Regions from separate parts of the Capra hircus genome. Here region 1 is linked to region 2. A link is a contact called in public Hi-C data. All regions are on one chromosome and are shown on one strand. The core of a region is the stretch at or near the end of the contact, and the rest is flanking DNA. Distances in the headings are between cores, read along the strand shown.

Region 1 (5,870 bases), core at 160-2,659, 330 kb before region 2:
AGGCGAGTTCTTTACCAGCTGAGCCAGCAGGGAGCCCTGTGCACGGTCAGCGTGTTGGTGATTAAGGGGGGCGCTTGCTGGACGACGTGTTTGCTGACAGCAGTTGTGCAGCCGCCGTGAATGGAAGGTCACTGTGGGGGCGGCCGGGGTGCGCTCCTGGTGGTGTTGGGTGAATCAGGGCTCACCTTCTCTCCGAGTCTCCTTTCCCTCCCTCCCCTGTGCATGTCACTGGCGCCAGTTGTTGTATCAGTAAAAAGTCTTTCAGAAATCAGTAGTGTTGACAAGCTAAACCTCTGAGGCTTGTTCTCTAGGACTATTGACAACCTCGCTAGTCCTGATCGGAAACACCAGTGTCTGCCTTTACTGAGTAGATTAATTATTGTTTAAAAGCTCAGTAGAGGAAAGGTTTTGTGTGTTTTTTTGTTTGTTTTGCTTGAGGATCTTGAATGACTCACCCTGGAGTGGTTTTCTTGTTTGTTTGCTTTTTTGATGTTGACATCTACTGGGACACTTCAGAGCCTGTGTAGTCCACACCTTAGGAAAGGCTGAGGGCTGTCTAGGATTCTGACATGTTTCTCTGTCTTCCCTAGAAAGAAAGCATTTGGGCATTTGATAAAGACTAGGTGATTATATCTGTGCTGTTGCTAGTTGAAATAATGTGAGTAGATACTTTTAAAATCTGGTTTGTTTACATTTCCTTTATATTAAATATTAATATTACAAAAGTGACCATATCATTTGGCAGTTTTGCAAAATTATTTTTATTGCAATTGTTTGTGACTTAAAGCTTCAACTTCCTGTCACCTCTTCTTTTTCTGTCATGATGCTGTGGAAGTGGCCATTTTTGCTAAAATTTGTCAACAGCAGTAATGGAAAAGACTGTGGTTTTGGTTTGGGTTAAATAACGCATTTTAGTCCTCTTCTAGTTTAAGAAGGTTGCTTCACAGAGAAGTAAGTAGAGGTTCCTGGGAAGCTGCTACATTTTTTTTTTGTGGGAAAGCGGATTATTCCTGAAGCTTCCCTTCTCATCTGTCCGGATCAGAAACAGGGTTGTTTCTGGAGCAAGGGGAGCTGAGGGGGTGGGCGGTGCTGTGCCCGTCTCTGCACATAGATGGCGGCAGAGTGTCGCAGACTGCGGAAGTCAGCCTGGCAGTTAGGACAGATGGGAATGACAGTGAGAACCGGCTCCCATCAGCCCGGGCGCCTGTGTCCTGTAGTTAGACGCAAAATAGGAAAGAAAGCCACCGCTGATAACGCCAGGGTGTAGGAGGGTGCAGAAGGCCGTGAGAAGCGGCGATACACTGGCTGTCTGGACAGATCCCACGTGGGAAGGCTTAATCTTTGAAGGTAGGGCACGCAGTCCTGGAAGACGACAGGACTCGGCTAAGACAACAGGCACGTCACGGCCCAGAGCCGGCCGAGGGCTTGGGGTGGCAGGCGGGGACAGCCAAGGAGAGACCAGACCCAGCAGCGCGGCCAGGGACAGCCCGCCGCCTGCTCAGTCGAGCCGGTTCCCAGGAGGAAGTGTCAGCCCAGAAATCAGGCAAACAGTCCATGGGAACGTTCACTCAAAGGCAGCGTTTCAGAAACGGGAACTGCAGTCTCTTACGGCTCCGTCCCCTCGCTGGATCTGCTGTTCAGCAGACGAGGACAAATAGATTCCTTCAGAATGCGTCTGCAATCAGCAAGTCATCTAATGTCTTAATTAGCATTCCTCAATAATGACATCATCGCCATAATAGGTGACACTCATCCTTACAATTAACATGTAATATGTGTCTGCTTCTCCGGGGCCTTTCTGTGGCTGCCCACAAATTTCCAAGGTAGTTTTCAAGTTTCAGATTTGAGTTTGGTTAGAGCACGGGCAGGAGGGTCTGCAGAAGTGAAGCTGTGCTCATTAGAAATGTGAGACGTGGAAGCAGGTTATAAAAGAGCAGTCTGGGGCGCGTCCTGAGCTGCTGAATCAGGCCGGCGGCTTGCTCCTCGTGGGCATCGGAAGGGCTCCTCGGAGCACCGACGGTCGGCTGTCCAGGAAGCCGCCTGCGTGCCTCCCTGTTCTCCCCTCTGCCCCAGGCGCACTAGCCCCCCAGCCTCATCTCCGTGTCACAACACTGATCCCAAAGGTGTGTGTGACCACCCGCTCCGACACCATGAGCCTGGCAAGTCTCTCTGTGACAGCAACTTATTTCTCACATAATTATTTTTTTAGTAAATTTGATATCTTAACAGCCCCTTCCCTCATTTCTAGGTTCAAAATGCAGCACTTAATATAATTTATTTCTCAGCCTTCACGAAGGCTCACTTGAGCGTAGCTGCTGCACTGGGGACGGCTGTGGCCGACAGGCCAGGCCCACGCTGGGCACCGCCACGGCCTCGGAGCTGCTCTAACAAAGCTGCCGCTTGTTACTTGCTAGTGATGAAGGGGTTCTACCCTGTCACACGTCGGTAGGGCAAGAGGATCCACGCTGACACCTGGGCTCTGGTTTTTCGAGTTCAGCAAGCCATTGTGTTAACTCCACTTTGCACAGCTCGGTCTGCGTTATTCTCACTGTTTTCACAGTGTGAGCTCCGTAAATGTAAGAACTAAGAAACATTTGAACTAATCCAGATTTGAGTTTGATCCTAAACATGTAATTATTTTAGTATTTTGTGAGCTTTCAATTTAATTAAATGGAATTTTATAAGATGAAACTTTCACCACCTTACAGTCCTTAACATCAAAGTCTATGTTGTTTGAATTAGTTACAACTGTATATAAATTTCTTTATAAATCATTATCAGTGTATCAAATGCATTTGTTTTAGATTTAGCTAGGAGTGTATACGATTTGTTTCAGATCGACGTGTACTGTTTGCAGACAGCTTTTGGCCGGAATATAATATGATTTGCAGGTGCCTGTACAGTTTATCTTACACGTTTGTCCCTCTGCGGCCATCACTAGATTTAAAGCATGTGCTTTTTCTTGGTGGGAGAGTACCTGGCAGATTATCTATGTGACCTTTTTCAAAAAAAAGGACACTATTGCAAACTCCACTTCCTCTGACTACTTGATTTCTAAGAATCGTGTCTAGAGTAGGCAAATTGCACAGAATAACACTGTTTTAAAACTTTTTAAACCTGTATATATATATTTTTAGGTTAGCATCAGCACATTAGTTTTCCTTGATAAAATATTGTGAATATTTTGTGCAAATAATTAAATGTAGAACAATTAAAAATTTCCAGTTTGCTTACAGTTTTTCAGATGGATTTTAGAAAAGAGGCTCTCTATAAATAATTTTTGATGTACTTTCAAAATAGAGAAACAGATTTTATATGAGTGATAGAGGTTTTTTAAAATTTTATTGAAATCATAACTAATTATAATTCATAATGGTTTTACATTTGTAAAATGACTCTTACAAAACCTTAGATATTTGAAAGTTTGTACTATAATATAATGATAGCTTTTGTACTGCTTCTCTTGAGTATTTGTTTTTAATTGTGTTATCTTCTGTATAATTAACTAGGTGGCATTTCAGTTGATCAGTAAAATGGCGTACACTGTTTAGGATTATACTGTAAAAATATTTGTTCTTTTAATGCTTAGCTTTTCATTCTGACTATGCCTAAACTGTGCTTTTAAAAAATCTGATATATTTTAAAATATGTAAGCATTTTAAAATTGTTTATATTGATAGACAAGAGAGACTTTAATCCTAAAGCATACTTTCTCACGTAACTATTGTTCTTCGTGAAGTACTCATTATCTGTGGATAATTTAGTAAATTTAAATGCCCAAAGTCCAGTTTTGGCTGCAAATTTATCCTTTTAAAAACTCCTTCTTCTTTTTTACAGGTTGCACCTTATTTTTGGATTGAACGCTTGCGTTCCTAACTGTGTTCTTTGAGGATTTGATGTGGGGGCTCTTTCATGTCTCCAGTTTGTTTCTCTGCCTGCTTCCTTCTCTCTCGGTTTCCTCTCAAGGGTTCCACTTCTCCAGTTGAACACCTTTTATTATGATGAGTCTTGCACAGGACCCAGAGACTAATCCATAATACCGTTTGAGAAGTCTCTAAGGTGTAAACTATTAGCTTGCCAGTTTTTTCTCCCGCTTTCTCTTTTGACAGGCTTTGTTGAATTTTCTTTCTCTGTTTTCAAACGTACTCTGCCGTCCTGATTCTGAAAGAGTGTGCACAGATACGTCATTTAGGAAAATGTGCGTTTCAACAACATGAGCATCGTGGTCATGCAGTTTTCTGGTCAGAGATTTTATTGATAAATTTCAAACCATGAAAATTCATTATTTATAATATAGCATAAATTGCATTTACTGCTTTTAGTAAAAGCATTTCACTAGAATTTTGACACACTTAAAAAGAAAAGAAATCTCAAAGTCAGCTCATATGCTCATGAAATATTTAATAGAAGCATTGCAAGTTAATTTTATATTTTTTCATAATAAAATGGAAGTTTACAAAGCGTTTTGACTCAGCTTACTCATTGTTTTGCAATTGCTGATGCAGTTGAGAGCTTTCACAGGGATGACAATCACAGTTCTCTGTGTAAGACCACGGCAGCGAAGGGCAGGGGTACAGGCCCACCTGTGCTTCCGGGCGCCTCCTCACCCCCACGGCCTCGCGGCCTCCTCCCAGGCGCTGGCGTGGCGCTCACGGGCTGTCTGTCTGCCTGGTGTCTGTCCTGGGACCCGGCGCTGTGTGTAGAGCCGTGATTTCTCAGTTTTGCAGATCCTATTGCTGTCACTGTTATTTGCAGTCTCCATCTGTGTTAAACGGAAGACATGATTGTTGCAGCCGTCAGACCCGTCATGAAGACTCTGTACTTCATACAAGTTGTATGGAGAGTTCAGGCCTTCATCAGTGGATCTTCACAGAATTAGACAGGATAGTTTATTGCATGTGCAGACATGCTCATGAAATAGCGCTGCAATGAGGGCAGTACTGATTGTCGGGACAATTAAAACAGTAAGAAAACATAGTTATTGGCTGAAAATTTGTTGTTTATCTCTTAGAAATTTGTGATGAATCTGAAAGATAACAGGATTTCACTATATTGAAAATTTATAGATGCGTATTTATTTAGCCCAGCTTTAACTATATAATTATTTTACGATTTAAGCCTCATTGATCTTATGTTTGTGATCAATCTATTGAAATGTAAAACATCCTAAATACTAGCACAGGGTTTTTTTTTTTTTTTTCCATGATGAGAAACAGAAGGACTTAGGCTGGATGGAGTGTTTTTAGTCATGAAAAGCAGAATTCAGAAACCAAACCTGTAACTTCTCTGGGCCTCAGTTTGCACATCTGTGAAATGGGGTATGAGGCTTTGGAGACTGAGGGTTAGCTTAGGTGCTCTCTGAAATCTTTTCCACCCTAAAATTCTACGATGATATGACAGGTCTTTGCCATGCTGCTATGCCTGTCGGCATTAGCCACGCCTTGTCTAAAATAAACGTTAGGTGTAAGAAAAGCTGAGGATGAAAACGTCAGTCTTTTTTCAAAACCATATTTTTGGGAAGAATCAGCTGATAGATTTCCGTATATAACAGTTTTCTTAGGAAATATTTGAAATCCTGATCTAGAGTAGATGCCTGTCTTTTTAAAAATGTGACGCTGGAGAGTGGGAACTAGGTGTTTGATTGTGGAGTAACGAGTTTGTCACACTCGGCTAAGTTATGCTGAACGGGAGGGTGAGAGATGTGGTCGCTGAGCGTAGACAGTGACTTTGGAAAACAAACTGAAATTTTCAAATATTATCTTCAAAAGGCAACAGAGGGAGCGTCACAGCTTTGCTGTTGCTCAGACGCTAAGCGGTGTCCGCCTCTTTGAGTCCCCATGACCTGCAGCACACCAGGCGTCCCTGCCCTT
Region 2 (5,640 bases), core at 1,554-4,053:
CACAGGTATCACTGTGGTGAGACTGCTGCTGATTCATGGGCTTGAAATTTCCGAATCCTGTTGTCATTACTGAGAAAATGCATTTGTGCATATGCCAACTCAGATATGTTTAGGAAAATCTCTTTTTACTAGCCACAAAGCAAGCTGACTATACAGTACTTTTGCAAAAGATGCCGCAGGAAAAAATAAATCTAAACAAAAAGAGACTTACACGTGTAATTTGACCAGAAATAGTCAGAGGATGTCTCTACTTTTTTTTTTCAGAGATTTAGGAGAATTGGTAATTTCTAGCGTTTTAATCTCTGAAATCTTTTTCTCTTATAAGAATTAAAGGCTGTATTAAAGTATCCAGACATATAGGTCTCATTCAAACTGAATGGTAATTTATTAATAAACAATGAATATGCTCAACAAAAAGAAAGCAAAGATGATAGAATAAGATTAATACAGTTTCCCTTTTCATAATCAAAAAAGCACAATTTAAAGTTTCAGGCAATTTAACGTCAGGTTTTGGAAACACTTTCTGGCGTTTGGTCCACGGACATCCAACTACAAATCAAAAATAAATTACTATGTTGCAATTTACATTTTAAAACAAGTCCAAGAATAATAAGAAAGCCATCTCCACATATGGGGGACTTCCTCCCTCCTTCCAATAGAGGATAAAAATATCTTACAGGTGAGAGGGCAAGGGACGGGGCAGGAGGAGGAGAGGTGTTCTCTGAAAAGAGGAAGAAACTTACGTGTTATCTGGAGAAACACTGCCCTTTAACAAACCATGACTCTGCTGTCTCTGTACAAAACAGTTTTACGGTTCTGTTTGTTTAGATAAAGCAAAGTGGAGGTGGCTCCGAATCCATCTTCTAAGAGAAGAAAGCCTTTTCTTCGTGCTGGTGACTCGAAAGTGTGGAGGGCTTCTGTTTGCTAGTTTGGTGGACGTTTCACGGACTGGGTTTTTGGTTTCACTTTTGCGCTGAGGGTCCTTTTGGCTGCTCCTGCTCCGGGGTTCGGTTCGGTTCGGTCCGGCTGGGAGGCAGGCGGGGCGGAGGCGGGCGGTCAGAACTTGCTGCAGTCGTAGACGAAGGCCCCGGACGTACGGTACAGGGACTGGCCGGAAGGAAAGGCCATCTGACAGCTGCTGTTCCCGTTTACCGGCGAGTTGTTCAGGCCGATCCGCTGCGACTCAAACATCTCCCGCACCGAGTGGAAGTTCTGCTGCTGGCCCGGGTAGCCCGCGGCCGCCGCCGCCGCGCTGGCCAGGTGGCCCAGGTCCCCGCCCGCCTGGTTCAGGTACCACGAGGCCAGGCGGCCTTGGTGGGCCGCGGGGTGGTGGCCGGCCTCCTGGCCGCCGCCGCCGCCGCCGTGGCCCAGGGACGAGGAGCTGCTGCTGGTGGCCGGGGGCAGGGAGTAGTCGGGCAGAGGGTCGTCCACCGAGGAGCCTCCGGCGCCCGCGGGAGCGCCCTGCACGTGGCCGCCGCGCTCCCCCGCCGCGTACAGGCTCATGGCCTGCAGGTTACAGTGGTAGGTCCCGGGGCCCCCCGCCCCGCCGCCGCCGCCGCCGCCCGCGCCGCCCGCGCCGCCCGCGCCGGGGCTCTGGCTGCAGGGCGAGCCGTACAGCGAGCTCTGGCCTGGCGAGTAGGCGCCGAGCGCCAGCGGAGGCGCGAGGCCCGCGCGCGAGGACGCGGCGGCCGGGGCCAGGAGGCCGGATCCCAGCTCGGCGGCCGCGCCCTGCGGCGACCCCCGCAGCGACGTCATGATGTTGTCCACGCTGAAGCCCTGGCTGTGCGCGGGCGCGGGCGCGGGCGGCGGGCCGGGCTCCGCGCCGTCCAGGCTCAGCGGCCGCGCCGCCGGCAGGCCGCCGGGGGGGCTGCCCCCGCTGGACAGGCTGCTGCTGCTGCTGTCGGGGCTTTCGATTTTGGGCACCGCGGCGGCGCCGCTGCTGCCGCTGCCCAGGGCGGCGGCCGGGGACAGGGGCTGGGGCGGCGAGGGGCACGTACCGTTCTCGGTCTTGATGTCCTGGATGCGCACGGGCGGGGGCTGCGCCCCGGGCGGCGCGCCGTCGGCCTGCTCGGGGGGCGCGGGCGCGGGCTGGCGGCCGGCCGTCGGCGGCGGCGGCGGCGGCGGCGGCGGCGGTGGCGGCGGCTCCTTGAGGTGCAGCCGGTCTTTCTCCTCCTTGTCCTTCACGGCGTCCTTCTTCTTGAAGCGCCGCCGCCGCCGCAGGAAGCTGCCGTTCTCGAACATGTTGTAGGAGTCCGGGTCGAGCGTCCAGTAGCTGCCCTTGCCCGGCTTCTTGTCGTCGCGCGGCACCTTGACGAAGCACTCGTTGAGCGAGAGGTTGTGGCGGATGCTGTTCTGCCAGCCCTGCTTGTTGTCGCGGTAGAAGGGGAAGCGGTCCATGATGAACTGGTAGATGCCGTTCAGGGTGATCTTCTTGTCCGGCGCGTTCTGGATGGCCATGGTGATGAGCGCGATGTAGCTGTAGGGCGGCTTCACCATGTCTTTGGGCTGCGGCTGCGGCGTGTAGGGCCCGTAGGCGCGGGCCATGCCGCCCGGGTACTGCTCAGCGTGCGCCGGGTGCGAGTACACGCTCATGGGGGCCGGCATGGCCGTGTAGCCGCCCCCCGCTGCCGCCGCCGCCGCGCGGTAGTAGCTCTGCTCGCCGCCGAGGTAGGGCACCACTCCCAGGGAGTTGGGGCTGGACACGGAGTAGCGCGCCTGCATGGCCCCGCTCGCCGCCGCCGCCGCCGCCGCCGCCGCCCCCCGCCCTCTCCGGGCCGGCCGCCCAGTCCGAGTCCGGGCCCGCGGGCCGGTGCCGGGCCGCCGCCGCCTCTGCGCGCGCCCGGCTCCGGGGCGCCTCGGGCCGGCAGAGAGGGCCGGACGAGGACGCGGCCGACGGCCTGGATCGCGCGCCGCGGCTTCCCGGCGGGAGCGGGAGCGCGGAGCCCGGGCTGGAAAACAAGCCGAAGCCCGGCCCGCCGCGCCGCCTGCGCCTCGCGGAGGCTGAGCCCCAGCCGCCGGCGGGGCGGCCAGAGGAGCGGGCGGGGGCAGCGCGCCGGCCCCGGCCCGGGCCGCGTCACCTTTCTCAGGCTCTCGCGCGCCGGCCGCTTAAGGAAGCATGGGGAAAACTCCTGAACTTTTGAGCATCCGTCACCCAGGCGAGGACTTTTTTACGCAGTTACATTTTTTCCGGGCCGCGGGGCCCCGCCCCGTCCCGGCGGCGGCGGCCAATGGGAGGCGGGAACGCCTCCGAAGGAGCCCGAGGCCGAGCGGGCCGGCCCGCGCCCCGCCGCGGAGGACCGCGGGCTGACCACACGCGCGCCGGCCCGCCGGCCCCGCGCCCGCGCCCCTGCCCGCGCCCGCGCCGGCGCCCTCGGCCGTGGGCCCCCGCGCCCGCCGCCCGCGCCGGGCGCTTTCCCCGCCCCGGGCCCCGCGCTGGACGCCCATTGTTCCCGCGGCCCGGCCGGGCCCTCCGGTCCCCGCGCAGACCCTTCCTCGTCCGCTGCTCCCGGATGTCCCTGCGCCCTGGGGCCCCGACTGTCCCATTCGCGCACCCTCCCCGCCCCTCCTCGCCCACCCGGCGCCCCGCTCCCCTCCCCTCCCCCTTCCCGCTCCCCTCCCCCTCCCCTGCTTCTTCTCCCCCTTCCCCTCCCCCTCACTTCTTTCCCCTCCGCTACTCCTCCATACTCCCTCAAACCTACTCTCCACCATCTGTCCCCCCTCTGCTATTCTCCCCTGTTCCCCCCACACTCCCCCTCCCCCACCCTCCCCATTCTCCCCTCCCCACCCTCCCCATTCTCCGCTCCCCCACCCTCCCCCATTCTCCCCTCCCTTCCCCTCCCCCTATTCTCCCTTCCTCTCCCCTGCTCTCCCCTCCCCTATTCTCCCCTCCCCTCCCTTATTCTCCCCTCCCCTCCCCTATTCTCCCTTCCCCTCCCCTATTCTCCCCTCCCCTCCCCTCCACTCTCCTCCCCTCTTCTCCACTCCTGGTCACCAGTCTCCCTCCTTCCCAGAAGTCCCCAGTCCCCCCCACCTGGAAGTTCTCCAGTCCAGAGCAGGGTTACAAAAAGGCACAGTTCTGAGTCCGAAAGCAGGGCCAGCGGGAACTGTGCTGCTTCCGCGACCCCTCCCCAGTAGAAACAAGGGAGGGGGACATGGGGCCTTGCCAAGAGCTTGGGGCCGCGTTGGCGATGGGGGTCTGCAGAGCGCTCTCCTGGAGCCTGGGCGTCCCTGGGCTCCTCTAGGGGTTCGCGGACAGGGCCTCCTAAAGGAGGATTCGGGCTGCGAACTCAGTGATGAGAGCGGGTGACGGGTAAAGACGGCCACCTCCCTCCCCGCCCCGCGTGGCTGCCGCTTGCAGAGCCAACGGGTTGATGGGGGGTGGGGGTGGGGGGTGGCGTTCAGAATCGCACCTGCAGGGCCTTCTGAGGGTCCGGCGGACCCTAGACTTGCGGCTTCTGGGGTCTGGGATGGAGGGCAGGAAGGAGCCGGCCTCTGGGCCTGCGGGGCTTTCTGCACTTCGGCCAACACGGAGCGGCCCTCCGGGCCCTCTCCTGAGGAACTGCGCGCCTCGGGGGCTCTGAAGCGCCGCTGGGCGCCCCTCACGCCTCCACCCCGGTTCGGACAGTCTGGAACTGCGAGGACGTGTAGGGAGCCCTTGGGCTTCCCGGCTCCAGTCTGGCTTCCTCCACAGCCCCAGCCACAGCTGCGCTGAGTGTCAGGGCGCCGGCCTGTGCGGTGTTAAACTGTTGGGTTTCCGAGTGGACCCTGACGTGGAGAATCTGCGGTATCTGCTCCTCCCGAGCAGGCGGTACCTCCCGAAGCCCGGCTCCCGGCGCCGCGCGGCCTGCAGAGCGCCTGGGCCGCTCCGGCCTGCTTCCCGGGCACCCACCAGGCCGCGTCTCCGCCGCCGCGAAACCCTGAGTTACGGGCAGAGGCTCGGTGCTCCTGAACACCCGGTGGGGAGGGAGGAGCAGCGAACAGTGCGTTGGTGTCCAGCACCCGCCCGCATCTCCCCGGAATCCGCTGCCTTGACCGAGGCCTTGTAGGCGCCCCGGCTTCGGAGCAGCCTAGAGGCCGAGGAAGTCAGCGGTCGCTCCGAATGCCTCGGCCTCTGGCGACTTCGGCCTTTAAACTGCGTTTCCACGGCTCTCGGCGCGCGGGCATCAACGCGGCCATGGACACTCGCCGGTTTCCCGGCGCGGGGGCTCGCGGCTCGCGCGGGAGACGTGGTGCGCGCTGCCCGGCCCGCGCGGCCTCTCTGCTCCCGGCTCCGAGGCCCGAGAGGTGGAAAGAGCTCCTTACGTAAACTGCAAATCCGACAGCCAGCCTTGCTGGGCCGCTTTGGGGATGAAAGTGGCCGTTGTGAAATGAGTTTCTGGCGCGCGGGGGGAAAAGGAGGGTGCAGTTTACGAAGATCAACTTTCCCCTGGTCGCGCTCTGGATATTCGCCAGGAAAAGATATTTGCGTTTGTGTTTTATAAGCTTCCTCGGAAGCAAACCTCCACTAAACGGCTTGATTGTATTTCAAGTACTTGACTTCTGTTATTATTGTCGGTGGTGGTGGTATGTGGACACGAAGGCGCAGAAATGAAGTCTTCAGGGAATGGGGTGAGGTTTTTAATTTCGGTTAGGGTTTCTGAT

What was found. A called contact is a pair of places that touch in the nucleus more often than the background predicts.
Region 1: a Hi-C map of liver shows a contact between it and region 2, with 5 times the contacts expected there. The contact joins the enhancer-like site here to the promoter of FOXC1 in region 2. A contact is called at or near these places in 2 of 5 Hi-C or Micro-C datasets (blood and liver).

Annotation. Positions count from the first base shown.
Region 1 is chr23:1,110,005-1,115,874 of ARS1.2, reverse strand. All of the region lies in intron 4 of GMDS (GDP-mannose 4,6 dehydratase), which reads left to right. Among named protein-coding and RNA genes, the nearest start is that of GMDS, 100 kb to the left of the region's middle. Within about 2 kb of position 1,409, at least 4 of the 5 cell types and tissues checked have an H3K27ac peak or open chromatin away from gene starts, as enhancers often do.
Region 2 is chr23:777,747-783,386 of ARS1.2, reverse strand. It overlaps FOXC1 (forkhead box protein C1), which reads right to left and starts at 2,803. Exons shown (of 2, transcript XM_013974207.2): 1 at 744-2,803; 2 at 1-549. The coding sequence starts at 2,721. The coding sequence ends at 1,057.